Regions from separate parts of the Oryctolagus cuniculus genome. Here regions 2, 3 and 4 are each linked to region 1. Evidence: chromatin contacts called from public Hi-C and Micro-C data. All regions are on one chromosome and are shown on one strand. Each heading gives the region's core, a stretch centred on a gene start, on an enhancer-like site or on the middle of the called end of the contact. The rest is flanking DNA. Distances are from core to core; before and after follow the strand shown. Region 1 holds the start of SNAI2 (snail family transcriptional repressor 2). Region 2 has its middle 230 kb from the start of CLXN. Region 3 has its middle 170 kb from the start of CLXN. Region 4 has its middle 310 kb from the start of CLXN.

The links. Hi-C and Micro-C count contacts between places; a contact is called where the count stands out from the background.
Region 2: a Micro-C map of ear pinna shows a contact between it and region 1, with 8 times the contacts expected there. The contact joins the enhancer-like site here to the promoter of SNAI2 in region 1. A contact is called at or near these places in 2 of 6 Hi-C or Micro-C datasets (ear pinna and psoas muscle).
Region 3: a contact with region 1 is called in a Hi-C map of an unstated tissue, with 5 times the contacts expected there. The contact joins the enhancer-like site here to the promoter of SNAI2 in region 1. A contact is called at or near these places in 2 of 6 Hi-C or Micro-C datasets (ear pinna and an unstated tissue).
Region 4: a Micro-C map of ear pinna shows a contact between it and region 1, with 6 times the contacts expected there. The contact joins the enhancer-like site here to the promoter of SNAI2 in region 1. A contact is called at or near these places in 2 of 6 Hi-C or Micro-C datasets (ear pinna and an unstated tissue).

The regions. Positions count from the first base shown.
Region 1 is chr6:73,115,810-73,118,580 of mOryCun1.1, reverse strand. SNAI2 (snail family transcriptional repressor 2) reads left to right here and starts at 1,465. Exons shown (of 3, transcript XM_002710513.5): 1 at 1,465-1,850; 2 at 2,611-2,771. The coding sequence starts at 1,772. It overlaps LOC103348011 (a long non-coding RNA gene), which reads right to left and starts at 1,558. Exons shown (of 3, transcript XR_007918597.2): 1 at 1,442-1,558; 2 at 250-349.
Region 2 is chr6:72,695,114-72,698,036 of mOryCun1.1, reverse strand. No RefSeq gene overlaps it. Among named protein-coding and RNA genes, the nearest start is that of CLXN, 230 kb to the left of the region's middle. Within about 2 kb of position 1,291, at least 1 of the 8 cell types and tissues checked has an H3K27ac peak or open chromatin away from gene starts, as enhancers often do. A contact at or near this core is called in ear pinna, where this site is marked.
Region 3 is chr6:72,756,214-72,758,966 of mOryCun1.1, reverse strand. No RefSeq gene overlaps it. Among named protein-coding and RNA genes, the nearest start is that of CLXN, 170 kb to the left of the region's middle. Within about 2 kb of position 1,321, at least 1 of the 8 cell types and tissues checked has an H3K27ac peak or open chromatin away from gene starts, as enhancers often do. A contact at or near this core is called in ear pinna, where this site is marked.
Region 4 is chr6:72,614,934-72,617,633 of mOryCun1.1, reverse strand. No RefSeq gene overlaps it. Among named protein-coding and RNA genes, the nearest start is that of CLXN, 310 kb to the left of the region's middle. Within about 2 kb of position 1,438, at least 3 of the 8 cell types and tissues checked have an H3K27ac peak or open chromatin away from gene starts, as enhancers often do. A contact at or near this core is called in ear pinna, where this site is marked.

The sequences.
Region 1 (2,771 bases), core at 216-2,715:
CCGACTCCGACTTAGACTCCAGGTACGGACTGTGGTAGCACCTAATGTGAATTCATATTTTGCATTTCCTGCCCATCAGGTTCCCATAGCATAAGGAATCATCTGAATTCCTTTCTCTGCTTGACATTTAGAACAGTGACTGCTGGACTCACAAAAGGGACTCATTGAAATCAGCTCAGGAAACCTATGAGCATGGCCCTGGTACACAACACACACACACACACAAACACAGCAGTCTGGTTTTCTCACCCCAAGATTAAGCAGTTAGGCCGTCTGACAATGCACTTCTCACCCAAGTCCTGACATCACCACTGTTGTTTTCTTTTCCACATTTTTCCCCTTCTAGCACCTGTTAGAAACAAGAATAGGGTGGTCTTCTTGCAGATTTCTTCTGTCTTCATTCTTTGAACAAGTAGGAAGGAAAATGTGAAATGGACTGGAATGTTTGAAAAGATGGTTGATATTTTACTTTCAAACAGAGCCAGGTTAGAGGAATTTTAGATTTAATACCATACTCATAAGCAAGGTGTTTTTGCTGGTGACCCAATACCTCCTTAAAACTTCATAGATGTAGTGCTCCTAAGGGCATCCTTGTATATTTTTCGGTGCACTACAGGAAATGGGTTCATACTGGCATGGGTTATGATGAATGTATTCTGAGGGAAGTAGCCCCAAATGAAAGTACATAAATACTTGAAACATTTGTCTTCAAAGATCCATGCTAGCCTTTCTCGCTCATGAAAAAAAAAAAAAAAAAAGCCTTGTGGTACTCGAACTCTTCTCAAAGGCGCTTGTGCGAGAATTTTCCACGGCCCATAATGACAGTTTAACTATTGTCCCTCCCTCTCTGCCAGCCTTTCTATCTTTGCGGATTCTCTCCTCCCCGGAGAAGCAGCCCTGCGACGGGGCTACAAAGCAATTCTCAGCCCCCATGGCTAACACGGTGACAGGACTACCTAACGTCCAGGAGAAAAAGCGCCGCCTCTGGCTCAGCCTAGGGCTGGCCGCGCACAGCGGCCGCCGAGCGCTGGGGCAGCGGCCGGGGCTGCGGACCGGGACTAGCCCCGGGAGCCCCCACACCGCGGCGCTTTTGTCTTCACACTTCCACCTTCCTTTCGCAAACGCCAAGAACAGCTCTTTGTTTGCTCCCTGAGCAAGGCAACCCTCTCCAAATGCCACTTCCAAATACAGGCGCTCCTGAAGCCCAGGCTCCCCGCTAGCTTGCAGGCCAGCTTTTTCCTTCCTCGGGCGGACATTGCGTGCCTTCGCCTGCGCGCTGCCCACATCTGGACGCCAGGCCGGCTCGGGGCAGCCATCGCAGCCCCTCCGACCGAGCCCCGGAGCTCCGGGAGAGTACGAAATCGGTGGGCAGAGCTAACGCAGGGACATCGACTCTCTTAGAAATATTTAAGCACCTCTCCCCGCCTCTCCCCTGAAATACCGAAAAACAGTCCATTTTGAAGCAGAATAATTTAGTCTGACAACAGATTCTTCCTCTGTTCACAGCTGTCCCAGGGGGCGGGGCTGAAACCTGAGCCTCTCGGCTGTGATTGGATCCTTCTTGCAAAAGAGAGGAAAAAAAAACCCTCGCAGCCCGAACGGGCTCAGTTCGTAAAGGAGCCGGGAGACCTCAGAGGCGCCGGCCCGTCCGCCCGCGGCACCTGAGCGCGGCCCGAGCCCAAGCCCGGCCGGCCGCGATGCTGTAGGGACCGGCCGCGTCCTCCCGCCGGACCGTTATCCGCGCCGGGCGCCCGCCAGACCTGCCTGCAAGATGCCGCGCTCCTTCCTGGTCAAGAAGCATTTCAACGCCTCCAAAAAGCCGAACTACAGCGAACTGGACACACACACAGGTAAACAAAAAAATAATGATGAAAAGTTTGCCTAGAACTGTAACGATATGCAAATATAAATAGGTGTGCCTGCTGAAACACTGGATTACAAAAGAGCTAACGTCTCAGCTGTTTCCTTTGGAAACTGTTCTAAAGGAGAGCTGGGCGTCTTTTGATCACCTAGAACTCGTTTTAATTCAAAACTTTGAAAACTCCTAACTGACAGGGAAGACTTTATTCAGCGCTGGCAGCTTCCGTCTCTGGAGCTTGTAGGTACTTGCACAGTGATCTGTGGCAGATGAGCCACTCAGCTACGTCAGTGTGCAATTGTTGCTTTTTTCCCTTCTTGGAGCTTCTTTCCTTCAGAAGGCAGCCTGACCTCCCCCCTGTGTTGGCTCTCGGCGGTTATAACACATGTAAATAGCTCGTGCCTTCCGTGGAAAACAGCTGTTGTGTCTGCTCTTTAGAAATAAGGTCTGGGTTCTTCCTCCTGGATGGGGCGGGAAGGCACTGCCTGGGCTGCGCTCCCGGGGTGCCCAGTGCGGGGCTGGCGGGGGCAGCTGTCAGGCTGTGTGTGCCTCCAGCACAGTAACCATGTAGTGGCCAGGGTGGAAGGGCAGTGTTTTCCCAGTGCGTGTGTCCTCTTAAACGAGGCTCTCTTCTTCATTACCAAGTGCTCTCTGTGTTGTCAGATCTTTCCTGCCTGTGGGTGTGTGCATGTTTTATCTCAGTTATTTTTTTTTTACCTAAATCTCCTTCTCTCTCCTTTTCTTTCCCCCAGTGATCATTGCCCCATATCTCTATGAGAGTTACCCCATGCCTGTCATTCCACAACCAGAAATCCTCAGCTCCGGAGCGTACAGCCCCATAACCGTGTGGACTACGACGGCACCATTCCACTCCCCTCTGTCCAGCGGCCTCTCTCCTCTCTCCGGATACCCC
Region 2 (2,923 bases), core at 42-2,541, 420 kb after region 1:
GGGTCCCTCAGTTTTGCTGTGTCACCAGCATCAGAATTAACACCCACACCCCACCCCACCAAGGTACCATCTCCAGGAAACAGCTCAGATGAGCTGATCTGCATAACCTCCCATCAACTCCTGGAGACTGGGACCTCCAACACAAAAACTGGAACCCCTACATGCTCTTTCTCCCTCACTCAAAATTAAAATAACCACTCAGTAGGGGTGAGGACTGTACACGGGTGAACCGTTCAAATGAAATAAGGGTCCACTCACTGCCAACTCAGCTTCCCTCTGCACACTTCCAAAGCCGACCTCTCTCTTATCCCACCTGTGTGTGAAGCCCTTGCAACCATCCAATAAGCACACTCTTTTAACACGAAACAATGGAAAGTGAGAAGGCTGTTTCATTACTTTTCCATCTCTGGCTCAGGCATGAAAAGGCTATTTTGAGCCGACTCTTACAGGAAGTACCAAAAACCTCAGGAGAGGTTTCCAGTGCATTTTAGCTGGCTGTTTGAGACATTTCCGACAGGTTTCTGCTGAAGACCCAAACATGTGGGTGCTTATCTGAACTGAACCCAAATCTTAGGAATTTTACACCTCACTCCTGAAAACCTCACAGCATGCTCTGACTTGCAGCTCCCGAGGCACTGTCTCCTGGGACTAAGCGTCACCTTTATATCCACCTGTTCCGCCCAGGGTGGTTGCACAGCCCATGGCAGCCACGCGGGGCTTCCTCAGGCTTTGTCTGGAATTCTCTGATTCATTCTAGATGGTCTGTGCAACCACCAGGCTTTCAAAGCAAGCCCACTGGAGTGCTTCACAGTTGGATGATCATAGCAGGGCTTTATAATAAATCCACTGGAAGCAACTCCGAACAGGTATCAGCTAGAAGGACAATTAGAGTGCACGTTCTGCCAGGAAACTCTGCCAGTTTTTACCTGTTAAAGCAACTGGGAAAGAGACCTGTACTTGTTGAAAAAATGTACTTGTACATGCATGCATCATGTGGGAGGGTGAGCAGGTGTTTGCAAGCCACAGAGCCACAGTTATATTCTTAACAATGCCTTCTCCAATTTACAAAGAATGCGTGGTGCTCAAGCTCTCTTACCAGAGCGGGAAATGTCGGATGAAGCCCAGGAGCCTAACGGAGTGATGAGCATTTCAGAGTGGAAGAAAGTGTTCTCCAGTGAGCATGAATTTCCATAGCCCAGAGGTTTGGGGTTGTCTTTTTTTTTTTTAAACCAACTAACTTCAGATTCTTCTTCCTGACTCCTCTGCCAAACAGTGGGAAGGAAGCCAGCCCTGGTAACCAAGGCCCAGAGGTGACCATCAGTCATTTGTTCACCTTCAGTTCTGGGGTTTGCCCAGAAGCACCAGTGTCCCCTCTGTGCTTATGTGACGGGACCCCACTGAGGGAACAAAGAGACAATAAAGTAATTCATTGAGTAACCCTGCTGAGAAATGAATCCTGTTTCAAGCCAAATCTAATTGCACAGAGACACTTAAATTAGTGCCTAGGTGATAATAGATAAGGAATGCTTTCATGCTGCCTCAACGCCTGCCTAGCGAGGCTCTTGTCAAGAGCGGGCAGAGCACCCTGCTAATGCACATGCTAATGGGGATTGCATCAGTGTATTCTACAGACTAATTTACCATTAGAAGGCCATACACAGAAGACATGTTTTCATGACAAAGAGAAAATAAATTGAGGTTTCTGTAGAATTCTTCTGGCTGTTCCCTTCTGTGCAGTGTGGTCAGGATACAGGGCTGCCCGTCTTCTCTGCTGAGTCTGAATCGCTGCTCCCTCGGAGAAATCTGAGCCGCCAGATCCTCAGCATCCGGCACAAGCAAAAGCCCAGGTGAATCCTGCACTTCTGCTGTCCCAGTTCTTTGGCGAACAAAGCCACTGCCTTCAGGAAGTGGCCGCCCGTCTATTCTTGGTCTGTGGTCTGCGGTCCAGCCCATTGTGGTCAGGGTCGTGGTTTCCTCCTGCTGTTTATTCCTGTGAAGGTACCATCTTGAGCGGTGCCAACTTGTTACCAGCCCCACTCCCTCCCCTGACAGAGTTTTGTATTGCACCTGCCTAACTCTTAGACCACTCCCACACCTACATCAGGGAAATTCACGTCTGGCTAGCACAGGCTGTCAGCAGCCCAAGGTCTCCTTCTGTTTGTACTCATAAAACAAAGGAAATAGTGAAAGATACTGGAACTGAACCAGCTGCACAAGTATCACTTTTAACCTGATCAGGGGTGCCCAGAGTTACAGGAGCAAGTGGCAAGATGGGAGACCGAGCCCACAGGGGCCCCGTGCATGGATGGCTTCGTGCCAAGTGTATGGTGCCCGGCACAGGTGAGGGGCCCAGTGGATTGCCAGGAATTGGCAATAGCCAAATTTCCTGGGGACTTCGACCAACTTCATTTTCGGACACTGGTCAAGCCGTGAAGCTGAGGCTCTTCTCCACCTGTATGACCCTTTTTAATCAGTGTGATTTTAATGGAAAATGGCATTTGTATTTGAAGGAGTCCCAGGAAAGGCTCTTGGGCTGAGAAATCGGAGCCTGGATGGAGACACCCAGGCTTACCTGCACAGAGTCACCTTCTTTCCTGTAGCTGCAGATGCAAATACATCTACTTGTAAAAGCTTAATCAGGGTCTTGAAGGGGTGGCAGCCTTGTAAAGAGTGGAAGGGGTGGGGGGTGCACATAGATGCGAAGTGTCGGCTCCATCCTGTGTGTGCACCTGAACAGAACTCCATTTGGAAAAACAATGCCCACTACCCAGTGGTCTCTCCCTGGTATGAGCAGGTGCCAGGTGGGACACAAAGAATGCCAGCTGTGTTAATAACCTTCTCCTCCATAGTTCCCCATTACTGCCAATGTGCCAGAAACCCCTTCTCATGTGAGCCCAAGCGTTCAGGGTCACTCAAAACCACC
Region 3 (2,753 bases), core at 72-2,571, 360 kb after region 1:
CCTGGCTTTGGATCAGCACAGCTCCAGCCGTTGTGGCCAAATGGGGAGTGAACCAGCAGATAGAAGATCTCTCTCTCTCTCTCTGCCATTCTCTGCCTCTCTTTCTCTCTCTATGTAACTCTGACTTTCAAATAAATACATCTTTTAAAAAAGGATATATTTATTTATTTATTTGGAAAGCAGAGTTATGGTGTGGGGGAGAGAAAGAGAGTTCCATCCACTGATTTACTCCCCAAATGGCCACAACAGCCTGGGCGGGGCCATTTCAAAGCCAGGAGCCTAAAACTCCCTCCAGGTCTCCCACCATGGGGCTAAAGGGGCACAAGCACCATCTTCTGCTGCCTTCCCAGGCACATTAGCAGAGAGCTAGATTGGAAATGGAGAGCCAAGACCGGAACCCTTGCTCATGTAAGATGCCGCTCTCACAGGCAGCAGCTTACCCCACTGCACCACAGCATCAGCTCCAGCACTGTTGTTCTTAACCTCACAGGTGATTGACTCACACGCCCTCGGCCTCACCATAGCATGGAGCCCAGGAAGGACTCATCGGTGTCCCCCTGCTCCAAATCCTTACCACTGTGCAGCTCCCAGCAGCCCAGCACTGACAACAGGCACAGTGTCATCACAGCCTGCACAGGGTGGAAAACCCTTTGTCCCGGAATGCTGAGAACTCTTCCACCTCTGAGTCAGTTAAACTTCCTCCCATGGCATCACCCCCTGGAAGAGACGAATAAGTGAATTGTAAATAAGACAATTAAAATCTGTCATAACACTGAAACAAATTCATGCTGCAGCTGAACAAAGTTATTTTATTTGGAAAGAATCAAAAGTTACTTGTGTCTCACTTGCTTCTGATAAAGGTTCTTAAATAGCCAAGAGGATTAGGAATGTAGTACTTAGTAGTAATAACTTATTCCCCATAAAAATGATCCTTGGCCAAGGACCAGCTAAAAGTTATGTAACCCAAATTACATTCATGACAGTTGAAAAGGGTTTGCTTTCGCAAAACTCCGATGTCCTCCAGCAGATTCCCTAATCGCTACCTGATGGCGCATTATTCAGGAAAGTACAGAGAAAGAAACCCAGGGAGAAAGCACAGGGGAGACAGAGGGAGAGCCGTGTGAACGCTCGGTTTTCAGAAAGATGACCCGGAATAAGACTTGAATGCGTTTCAAAGAATAGGAAACAAGTCATTGAAAGTGTGTGTGCTGTGAAGTATTCCATGTCTGCCTAAGCCTGATTTTCCCTCTGGGAATCCAGACACACGTGATGGCCAGCAGAAGCTTCCTGCGTGAAGATTCCACATTTGCCTGAGTGAACTAAGAGAAAGATTAGCAGACCCAGCAGGCACCCTCTTAGGGGATGGCAAGTTCCACCCGACAAGACAGGGTTGAAGATGCCAAGTGACTTCTTGACAACCAGGCTGGTGCAGAAAAGGAACGACGGCTGTGCCTCCATGTGGCACAAGTGCATGCCCTCCACCTCCCTGAGGCACCAGCCCTTGAACTGAACAAGGGAGTTACAACTCAGTGCTGGGCACATGGCTGAGCCAGTTAGGAAGGTGAGGTGCAGACAGGACAGCTTCCATGTTGCCTGTGGACTGGAGGAGGACATCCACCCCAGGCTTGTACATGGCCTTAGGGCAGTCACCATGGAGGATGGAAGCCACGGGAGCACACACTGGCATTGCCGGGAAGCCAGAGGACAGGGAGATCCCAGACAGGGGAGCCCTGGAGAGTCTCCGGGAAAGGAGAACTGAGGACCCAGGGTTCTGCTTCAGCTCAGACCTAGAAACAAAGATTCAGATTGGAAACCACATATATTTTTTTTGGGGGGGGGGGTTCATTTCCTTCCTCAGGAATGAAATGCTGCTCCCTAAATGCCCTGTGAGGATCTCATTGCTTTTCCCAGTGCACCTCACAGTTCTTAATGAAAGTCTGTCTGCCCCTCAAGGCCAAGACTGTGTCTCAAGAATGAGTGCCCTGCACCTGCAGCCATGTGCAGCCCATGGCCAGCAGTCAGACCATGGGGAGAGAAGGAGAGAAGTGTAGCTGGGCGTGGAAATCTGAGGTCTGTGATGGGTGGTCTTCCTGTGAGCTGAAGGTGTGGATGTCTCCTTGACATGAATCCAATAGTGAACCCCATAGCACTGCTGAGCCAGTCAATAACAGCGCCTCCTAGAGTTCTGCTCAAGACAGCACCTGTCTTTTGAAGGTAAAAGAACAAGTCTTTGTGATTTTAAGGGGGTTGCAAAATCCCAAAGCTAGATTTAGGTACAAAAGATGCCCATTGTGTTATTTTACTTCTTTTTACATTTAGAAATCAATAGTAGGAAGGATAAAAATTGCACAAGGCTTGAACACTTAAGCTAGGCTCATAGGAGCCTTGAGAAATAGTATGTGGCTTCTCAGGAGAAAACAAACAAAACATTTGAAAATAAACCTAGGAGCAGGTATTTGGCCTAATGGCTAAGAGGCCAGTTGGGATGCCTGCGTCTCACATTGGAGGGCTTGAGTTCAAGTCCCAGCTGTGCTCCTGACTCCAGTTTCCTGCTAATGCAGACCCTGGGAGGCAGCAGTGATGGATCACATAGTTGGGTCCCTGTCACCCATGTGGGAGACCTAGATTGAGTTCCAGGCTCCTGGATTCAACCACCCCAGCCTCGGCCCTTGTGAACATTTGTGGAGTGAACCAACAGATGGGAACTCTGTCTGTCTGACTATCCAAAGCAAAAAAAAAAAAAAAAAAAAAAT
Region 4 (2,700 bases), core at 189-2,688, 500 kb after region 1:
GATAGATAAAAAAAAAAAAAAAAAAAAAAAAAGAATCACAGCCAGGCTGTGGGAACCTCTCCCAGGCAAGCAGGAGCACGTGGGCTGGGGAACTTCCTGAGCCAGGGAGCTGGCCGCAGTCATTTGCTGTAGCTGTTTATTTGTTTTCTAGGAGATTTTTGCATAATTTGGACAAAAGGAGAGAAGATAGAAAGCTAACTGTGTTTGGTTCCCCTTTGGAAACCAGGGTTCACAGAGCTCGCTCGGGAAGCTGGGTGACAGGAGCGCTGGCATCCAGACCAGCAGGGGACATGCCCAGCAAGTCCGACAGACCTGTCCCCACGGGTGGACAGCCAGCCAGTCAGCCGGCAGTGGACACTGGCCGTCAAACATGATGCAGTAGGGGGCCGCCAGCCGGCTGCCTCCCTCCTATCCAATGAGTGAGTCCTTCATGCCTCAGCCAGCCGTGGGCCAGCTAGGAGGCATTCCCTCCACAGTCCCTCAACCAGGAAGCCATTTGTCATTATCAGAGGCCTTATCAGAGCCTGGCATTCCTCTGCATTCCCAAGAAAGGCTCTCCATCATTTTTACCAAGACTTAGCCTTCACCCAGCTGATGCTGCACAGGAGCACTGTAAGCCATGAAGTTCGAGAGCAAAAATTAAGTGGGGGTAGCAGTCAGTTTCCAGGGCTTTTCAGTAGCAGAAACATATATTCTTGAGTCTCCTATGGTAATTACTGAACGGACTGGAGATAGGCCGGGGGGGGGGGGGGGACTGACTGTCTCAGCAGGCAGGACACAGGTTCAAATCACAGGGCCACAGTGAGCAGGCAGAGGCGTCCTGGTGCTGGTGCATCGCTGCTTCTCCCAAAGCATCCTCTCCTGGCTAAGGGAGCAGGGCCCTGGTAGTGGATCCCCAACTCTGGTCAGGTTTCCTCTGCCCTCGGTCAGGTTCCACGTTTGCACAGTGCCTCCTGCAGGGAGCCACTTCTCTGGACCATGGGCTCGCTCTCTCAATCAAAACCCCGACACTCGTCACAGAGTCTCCTGCAAGGCCCAGGGTGTGAGCAGCCCTCCTGCGAGGCCTCAGCTGCAGCCAAGGGTCAGGGTGTCCGTGAGTGTCACTCAGGCGAGCTGTAGGCACACTGGGTCTCAATGCCACAGGTACTTTTCTTTTTCCTTACAGAAAATCTCCCCTACTTTATTGCCTTCTCTCCACGTCATCCCTTCTCTTCGTTGCTCCCTCCCTTCCTTTCCTTTAGGATCCTCGTAGCCCCAGACGGCACAGCAGGACCTGTCTCGGGCAAGGGCCCCACGTGGCCTGGGACCTCGCAGGGTCCCTTTCTCCCAACTCACTTGAGCAGATGCTCCCAGAATGCCTGTCACAGCCCTGCCCGTGTCCACCGCTCTCCTGTGTACTCACAAATTCCCCTTCAGCTGTGGGTCATCCTCCACTAAAGCAAAGCAGTCCACACCCCAAACTTGCCCTGGCCCCCGGAACTTCCGGGGCAGATGCGAACATCCACCTGCACAGTAGCGGAGGACAAAGGACGGAGGTGGAGGGGACAAGGGCATCTCCACACGGAACACAAACAAGCCCAGGGTTAGCCCTTCCCTGGGACACAGGGCATCTTCTGCCTCCCCAGAGCCGATGGAAAGATTTTGGAGGTATTAATAGAATGCAGATGTTGGAGAAGGCGACTCGGAATTCTGCTGAACAAATGACCCTGTTGGGAGGTCGCCTCCACTCTTGAGGGACATTCTGCAGAGGGCCCAGCTGATCGTCTCATATTGAAACAACATGTCCAAGACACATTCCAGCCAGAAGAGAGAGGAACAGGGCTAACTCCGACCAAACATAAATCATCAGGCAAAAGGGCAACTGCACTCCCTCCGCTCTGCGCCCCCTCCTTCCCTGTTCACCCTCCACCCCCGCCCACCCCCCAAGGAAAACAGAGTGGGAGCGGGAGATTGCCAAGCCAAGCGCTCCCAGGCGCCAGCCAGCCGAGCGCGGCACACATGGCGGCCGTTTGGGACGCTCACGGCTTTCGGCGCTGTGGTCTTGATGTTTTTGCTCGGCTGCAATTTGTTTCTGCTCTTCAGTCAAGTCCGTACAACGCTGGGATCCCCTAGAGAGTTTAGGCTCTGACCTTATGACAATTAACACTAGAGGCCAAGAAAAGGAAAGGAGATGAAGCAGCAGCTCCGTGCCTGGGAGGTGGACTGCGGGACGGACTGGGGGGCTCCTCACCCGAGTCGGTGTGCGGCTTGTGAAACGATTCGCAGCCCATAAAAAAGGACGCAGTGTCTTTCGGGAGACAAGTTGCCAGAATGGAAAGAAAGTCTCTTTCAAAGACTGCCAGCCCTGGCCATTCCCGGTGGTTGAGCTGTGTGTTCGGGGAAGGACACAGATTAGCCAGGGGCTGGGGCCGAGCACCTTCCGCAGGAGCCTTGGCCGGGGCCATTCCTAACTGGGTCAGACTCGGTGTCCTGGATCAGAAGCTGTGGGCTGGGTCCCTCCGGCCACCAGCGCTGCATGGTTGATGAGAGGACACCGGGCAGGGCGGGAGGGGCATCTGGCCTCATGGCTCACACTCATGGCATGGGGTGGTGAAGGCCACAGCATGCAGGCAGCCTCTGGGAGCTGCCGGCCACGGTGACACTCAAGGCCTGCCTGGCCCCCCAGCTCTGGGATGGCCACCAGACATGCAGGAGCAAACA